2 separate regions of the Gossypium hirsutum genome follow, and region 2 is linked to region 1. Evidence: chromatin contacts called from public Hi-C data. All regions are on one chromosome and are shown on one strand. The core of a region is the stretch at or near the end of the contact, and the rest is flanking DNA. Distances in the headings are between cores, read along the strand shown.

Region 1 (3,801 bases), core at 1,073-3,572:
ATTATATATAAATTGATGCATTAACGAAGCATTTCGTTCAAATAGCATTTAGAGAATCACCCAAAAAGATTTGATTATTATTTGATATGCTCAATTTTTATTATTTTATTACTATTTAATATTGAATAATAAATATATTATTTGATATTAGCCTTTTTTAAGTTGAATGAAGGAATGAAAGTCAAAATGCAATTAATTTTATCTGAAATTAAATAAGTTGAGAAACAATAATCCCTTTTGATCAAAGATGATGACAATTATGATAGATTGAACATTAAAATGTTTTTTTGCAATATTATTAGTATATATTTTAAAATAAAATTTATTTTTATTGTTTTAAGGAAGTTCAATGCTTTAATATAATTTTATTTTAATTATTTTTAGGACGCTTGGTTTTTCTAATTCTTATACAATTTATTAAATATTTTTATTTAACTTTATTTTCAAAAACTTTTTAACTTAATATGGCCCCTTTATCGATAATTTTAATACATATTTTTATAGTTTTTTATTTATTACATAATTATTTAAATGATAATATTTAGACATTAAATTTTAAAAAATTAATTGTTTTTACAGACTCTTTAACCTTGCTCATAAGTTATATTGTTGTGTATTACAATGTATTGGATAGTTAAAATATATAAAATTTTTTGGTATGTATTTTAATACAATATAGTAATTAATTTTTATCAAAAGTTGTAATTGATGAAGTCACAGTTAAATATTTTATCATATAAATTTTACATTTTTCTAAAATATTTTATTATTATGTTATTAATTATTAAAATTTTAATCGCATAAAATCATCAAATGTATTTAATGTAAAAGATAAAGTAAGTATAATTTACTAAATTTAAAAAAAAATTCAATTTCTTATTAGATCTTTTTTTACTTTTATGTTTTTCTCAATAAATATGTTAAAATACTATTAAAATAATGTTTAAATTAAAAACTATATAAAAATTATAATTATTTTATTAAAAATATTAATGAAAATAAATATAAGAAATTACTTTAAATATAATTCTATGATATTGAAATTTAAAAAAAAAAATCTTCATTGAAAAAAATTATTTTGAATTGATATCTCAATAAATTTACGCATTAAACATTTATGAACTATTGTCAATATTTTTATTATATTGGTCTTAGAAGTATAATGCCTAAAATCTAATCATGCAGGTAGTTTCATTCTTCCACATTCTTGAGTAAATATGATAAAAATAATTAATATTAATTAAAATAACATATTAAAAATTACTTTAGATATAATTCTATCCAAATAAAAATTTTAAATGTGATAAAATATTATTTATATAATATTTAGACAAAAAATAATTATAAATAATTATTTTACTAATAATATTAACTAAAACAACCTATTCACAATAACTTTCAAGTATGATTCTCAAAACAAAAAATATTATTAGCAATTACGCAAATACATATTTTAAAATTCAAAATAATATTATTATTTATTGCATTTATAATATATCTAATTTATTTACATCTATTTTGAGAGACCATGCCCATAGAAATCTAACATTCCTTTTCTTTTAGTAATGATTACTTAAATTAATTATATAAAATTAAATTTTTTATTAAAATAAATTATATAAATACATATATTTACGTACAAGTTACCTAACGAAAAAAAAATTGCATATATTAAGGATTAGTCCGGTATCTGAGCCATTTTTTTTAAATTCTTAAAATTAATAAGGGTTTATATACAATTAGGTACTTGAATTTGGTTTTAATGTTTAATATGATACTTAAGTATTTTTGTTTCAATTCAGTACCTAAGTCCGGCTTTAATGTTCGGTTTGGTGCTTAAACTTTTCAATTTGATACTTGAGTTCTTTTGGTCCTAATTACCCGACTTTAGCTTCAATGTTCAATTTGATTCTTAAGTATTTTTTGTCACTTTTTTACTAGAGTTCACATATTAAATATTCACTGAACCACATAATACCATTTGTATCAAATTAGACCTTAAAGCTAAACTCATGTACCAAATTCAATATGAAAGACAAACTCAGGTAACAAATACTATATTAATAAAAAATAAAAAAAAGGACAAACTCAATGCGATAGTTGGAGCGTAGCGTTTACGCGTTAACATTCTAACGCCGGTAGTTGCCTATCCAAACCACAGGCGCAATCTAATAACGGGTCATCAAGGAGTCAGGAGAAATGAACCAACAGATTGTTGCCACGTGGGGATTCAAAAGCTCAAACGCTATTGCGTATTAAAACTTAGGAAAGAGGAATTATAGGAATCTTTCCGCTGTAAACGCGTCTGTAAATAAATACCAAGTTTCTTCGAAGAGTTTTTTTCTGCGATCTTCATCTTTTTCTTTTTTCTTTTCTTTTTTAGTTTTTATTTATTTTTGACTTCTTTGGATCGGTCGATTGCCATATCGATCGGTCCTTGTATCTCTTCAATATCTCTTTGAAGGTCAGTAATTCATATTTCTCTCTCTCTCTCTATTCATATTTCTCTCTCTCTCTCTCTTTATTATTTTTTTAAAAGCTAGATTTGTTTTTTTTGTTACCGTTGAATCGCGATTTTTGTCGTTAATTAATCGGGATAGATTTTGTTTTAATTAGTTAGGCTGATTTTCATAAGAGATCTGAGGTTTTTTTGAATTTGAGATGATTTGAGTCGTTAGAGGCTTTGGTTTTTATATGACAGCCTTCAATTTTTGGGGAAATTCTTGCAATTTTCTGATACTAGTGAATTTTATGATTGGTGTTTGTTTTCGTTCCAATTCGATTTTTGTAGGAATCGGAGTTTCGGAGGTCTAGGAAAAGAAATGGCAAGTGGGTTTGGGGAATCAGCGAGCCATTCTCCCCACAATCCATCTTGCTCCACCAATAATGCTAATGGTGATGCTGGTAATTTTGAGTGCAATATTTGCTTTGACTTAGCTCAAGACCCTATTGTCACTTTATGTGGGCATCTTTTCTGCTGGCCTTGCCTTTACAAATGGCTTCATACTCATTCCCGTTCTCAGGAATGTCCTGTTTGTAAAGCCCTTGTTGAGGAACAAAAATTGGTTCCTTTGTATGGAAGGGGGAAATCATCTACTGATCCTAGGTCCAAATCTATCCCGGGTGTTAATATTCCGAATCGTCCAGCTGGACAGAGACCTGAAACGGCTCCTCCACCAGCACCTAATCAGTTTCCCCAAAATGGGTTCGGGTTCATGGGAGGCTTGGGAGGTTTTGCACCAATGGCAACCGCTCGATTTGGGAATTTCACACTCTCTGCTGCTTTTGGTGGTCTTATCCCATCCTTGTTTAACCTTCAGGTCCATGGATTTCCTGATGCGGCTATGTTTGGTCCAGCTGCTGGTTTTCCATATGGCTTTCCAAGTTCATATCATGGTGGCCTTGCTCATGGATACCATCACCACCACCACCACCATCATCATCGCACCGCACAAGGCCAGCAGGATCATTATCTGAAGATGCTGTTTCTGTTTATCATTGTTTGTGTTATCTTTGCAATGATTTATCAATAGACCATATCTGCTATCAAAGCATAAATTGCTAACTTATTTTAGGAGTGCCAATCCGATATCTTGTGTAAATCTAATAAATGCATTTTCATTTACCTTTTTGTCTTTTACTTAGTGATTGAGGAATTTATTGTATGGCACTTCCCCTGTTGATTTTTGGTTCATCAGTTGGTTCGGCTTTGTATTTATGCTTTGGAATATCTTTCGCTGTCCTCTATGGCTAAAAAGCATCAATGTGTTTTAGCAACTGCAATACACTAATTTGGCTCTT
Region 2 (3,730 bases), core at 796-3,295, 400 kb after region 1:
TTGAGAAATTGGAACAGAAGATGGACCATGGTCTTCTAGAATGCAAGAAAGAATTCTTATGGCAGAGGATCGAATTTCATTGGAGGAAGATTTTCCAAAAACCCAGGAAAGCAGAATACCACACCACTTTTGACTTTCTTCAATAGATAAATGCGAGTCCTCAGTTGAGAGCAATTCCAAAGCTTTTGCAAGAGCTTCTTGAACCTGCTGATGCTTTGATGTTCTCTTTGCAGTGACTCTCATCAGTTCAAGACCCTTCTCCATTACAGTCCTCCGAGCTTGGTGGCTCCTCTCAACAGCAACTATAAAAGCCGATAAAGCCATTTGAGATAAGGAAATGTCTTCATTTTTGCTTGCATGTGAAGCAGTAGAAAGAAGACTGGATGCCCAATCAGAGACAGAGTCACTTAAGGGAAGATTATGATCTTCCAATAGCAACCGAGCCACCAAGCTACCATGCCATTTCACAGATCTCTCAGGTGCTAGTAAAGCACACATGACAGCCTCTCCATCTTGATCCAATTCTTCAATATGAGACCTATTGATCTCCGATGCCATTGCCCAGTTGGCTAATGCCCAAGCAGCGAAAGGCACAGCAACATGCTGAGAATGCAAATCATCCCAAAGACCAGGAACAACAGCAGCTGACAAATTGGCTTGTTCCACTGAACTACCATGCTTATTCATCAATGCAAGTGTTCTCGGAGTATCCCTATCTAATTCTGATGGGGTATCATTTGAATGATCTAATGTCATATGCTCAGTTGTTCTCGACAGCCCTATAGCAGTCGTCCCTTCAAGAATTTTAATTCCAATCCCTTTCATCCCTCTTCCACCATCATCATCATCATCATTTCTCTCTCCCTCGTCTAAATGCATGTCACCTTCTTCAATAACTTGAACAGCTGCAGCAATATCTCTCATTTCTGCATTTCCCGGTAGCCAAGGCTTAAAAGATTCCTTTTCTACACACTCGCAATTGGATGTAACAATATCCATTATAGCAGCCACAAGCATACTTCTACCTTTCAAAGAATCAGAAATATCGAATGAACTACGACCCGAATGCTGCTCCCACACAAAAGCTATTTATCAATGGTAAAACAAAAAACTTAGAAGCACCAACAAGATTAGGGTGCAAAAAAGTTACATTTTCATAATCAGTAGATAACAAAAAGAAATAAAAACGTACCCTTTTAGATTTATTTTGAGGTTGACATGAAAAAATGAACCTCAACAGATAGGAAACGGCGCCTGGTCTTCCAAGCACGTCTTTGCGCACGTCGGGATCCGCAATTAAGTAAGCCAATGCCCTCGCCGACTCGGCCTGAGTGCCGCAAACATCTGCTTTGCCCACTGCTACCGTCTCCAGCAGCCAATCAACTACCGCGCCGCCACTAGCGTTCACAATCGCCGCTCTGCGGCTCGCATTGGCAGCGGCAATGTCCGCAAGCAAAGACGCCACGCGTAGCTCGAACCCAGCCCGAACTTCGTGGTTTGCGGATGACATCACCGACCTCAACGATTGCCACAAAACAGAGGCGGCGACGCTGGTTTGTTTGGCTTGGTGGACGATCCTCCGGAAGGACTCGTTCGATTTTTGCATCGTGTGCTCGATTGAGTCGTAAAGAGGACTTCTCCTAGGGCTAGGGTTACCGTCGGAGGATTCATTGCCTTCATTGGCAGATAAAACAGCGACGGAAGCGACGATAGCGGAGAGGAGAGTGGCGGAGAGGGCCAAAACGGAATTTCGAGAAAGAGAAACCGTTGCAGAAGGGCGAGTTGAAAGCTGAGTTTGAAAATATTGCGGCGGCGGTGATTGGGAAGGGACGGGTTGCCGGTTTTTGAGATTGTTAGGGGATTCAACGGAGTTGGGAGACGAGGAGGAAAACCGTCGCGTATAATGAAGATAGCAACGCCGACGAGATCTTAAGCAGTAACGAAGCATAATTTTAATTGGAAAAAATAAAGGAAAGGATTGGGAAATTCCGTTGAAGCCGCTGTTCAAGAGGATGGCGGGAGGAAAATGGTTGTTTATATATATAGATGGTAAGGACGGTCTACAAAAATGGAATTTTCTAGCCGCATATGCCAACCTTTTTGTCCTTTCCAATACCAGGCCTTTCAATTTTATACCTTTTACAATTTAGTTTCATGGGCCTACTTAAAATGGGTTTAATAGTCTCTACAAACAAATCATGAATTTAAACTCGATTTAACTTGGTTTTATCAAATTCACCTGAATTTGATATGATTTGAACCTGAATTTATTTTTAAACCAACTCAAATTTAACTTGATTTGGATCTAGAATTACCCATTTTTTTCACTTCTTTCGTCCCTTTCTCGTCGCATCATTGACCACTGTGTTTTTTTCCTTATTCTTTCATTAACTCTAATCTTGTCATCCAACAAATCACCCAAAACCCTAACTTCACTTGGTTCCCGCATCACTTCTTTACTTTCTTTACTAATGTAGTCAGTTCCAACCATTTTAATTGATATGTACCGTTCCACCTACTGGTACATGAATAATGTTAAAAAATATAATATTTATACTTTTTTATTATTATAGTAATGAATAATACAAACTTTTCCTCAACATTATGAACCGATTCGTGCATGAATATTTTATATTGAAATTTATTTAATATAACCATTTGATATTTGTAAATATTAATATATATATTAAATATTTTTTAAAAATATTGATAAATCCAAAATAAGCGTTATCAATACGCACCAATTCCAATAGAAAAACGATGTATCTACTAGACTATCTCGCTTTTTGCGCCTTGCAATTTGCGTCAACATCGTCATGCATCCTCCATGATCCCTACCCTTGCATCCTTAACTATCAATGACACTAGAGCATGAACTGCCTCAAGACCCGTCAAACAAACTCAATTCCATAAGTAAAGTGTGGCCTCTAACATCGCCTCCTATGCATTCTTAATCAATTAAGGCGACCCATTGTTATCAATGATGATCAATGCGTAAAGAATATCACGTTTTGACTCAAATTTTTCAATAAATTTTTTACAATTTTTTTTTATTTTTATAATTTTTTCATATTTTTATAAAATTTAAATACTTATTTTTTTATAATTTTAATTTAAAATACTATGTGATAGATGATATGTCATACCACATCAACAAAGTTATCAAATGAGGTGTCACATTACATCAGTAATGACATCAACAAAATCATCAAATAAAATGCCATGCTACATTAACAAAGTTGTTGATTAAAATCAAATTTATTTGACAAAAAATTCAACAATGTGGGCGACATTCAGAAAAAGAAAAAGAAAACTTAAATAACAATGAAAAAGCAAAAGAAAAAACTTAGGGGCAAATTTTGCAATTCTGCTTTAAGAAAATTTGAGAAAATAAAAAATCAACACATTAAAAGAAGAAGCATAAGAATCCTTACAACTATATTTAAAAACAGGCTTAATGCATATTTTAGTTACTGAAGTATACTGCTTTTTTCACTTTAGTCCTTACAATTTCTTTTGGTCCACTTTAATCTCCAACGTTATCAGATTTTTCCAGTTTAGTCCTTTAACATTAAAAACTTAGGGCTGAAATATTCAACCATTCATATACTGCCGTGTGTCATGTTGTAACATCATTGTGACATCATTATTCGAAAAACCTTAAAAAAATCTTTAAAAATGGATTTTTTTTTTAAAATTAACAAAAAATTATTAAAATTATAAAATTAAA

Evidence for each region. A called contact is a pair of places that touch in the nucleus more often than the background predicts.
Region 2: a Hi-C map of leaf shows a contact between it and region 1, with 2.0 times the contacts expected there. The contact joins the promoter of LOC107918068 here to the promoter of LOC107922316 in region 1. A contact is called at or near these places in 2 of 34 Hi-C or Micro-C datasets (leaf and seedling).

The regions. Positions count from the first base shown.
Region 1 is chrD01:19,851,377-19,855,177 of Gossypium_hirsutum_v2.1, forward strand. It overlaps LOC107922316 (E3 ubiquitin-protein ligase RNF185-like), which reads left to right and starts at 2,323. Exons shown (of 2, transcript NM_001399843.1): 1 at 2,323-2,464; 2 at 2,792-3,774. The coding sequence starts at 2,823. The coding sequence ends at 3,533.
Region 2 is chrD01:20,251,305-20,255,034 of Gossypium_hirsutum_v2.1, forward strand. It overlaps LOC107918068, which reads right to left and starts at 2,046. Exons shown (of 11, transcript XM_016847573.2): 1 at 1,193-2,046; 2 at 1-1,068. The coding sequence starts at 1,948.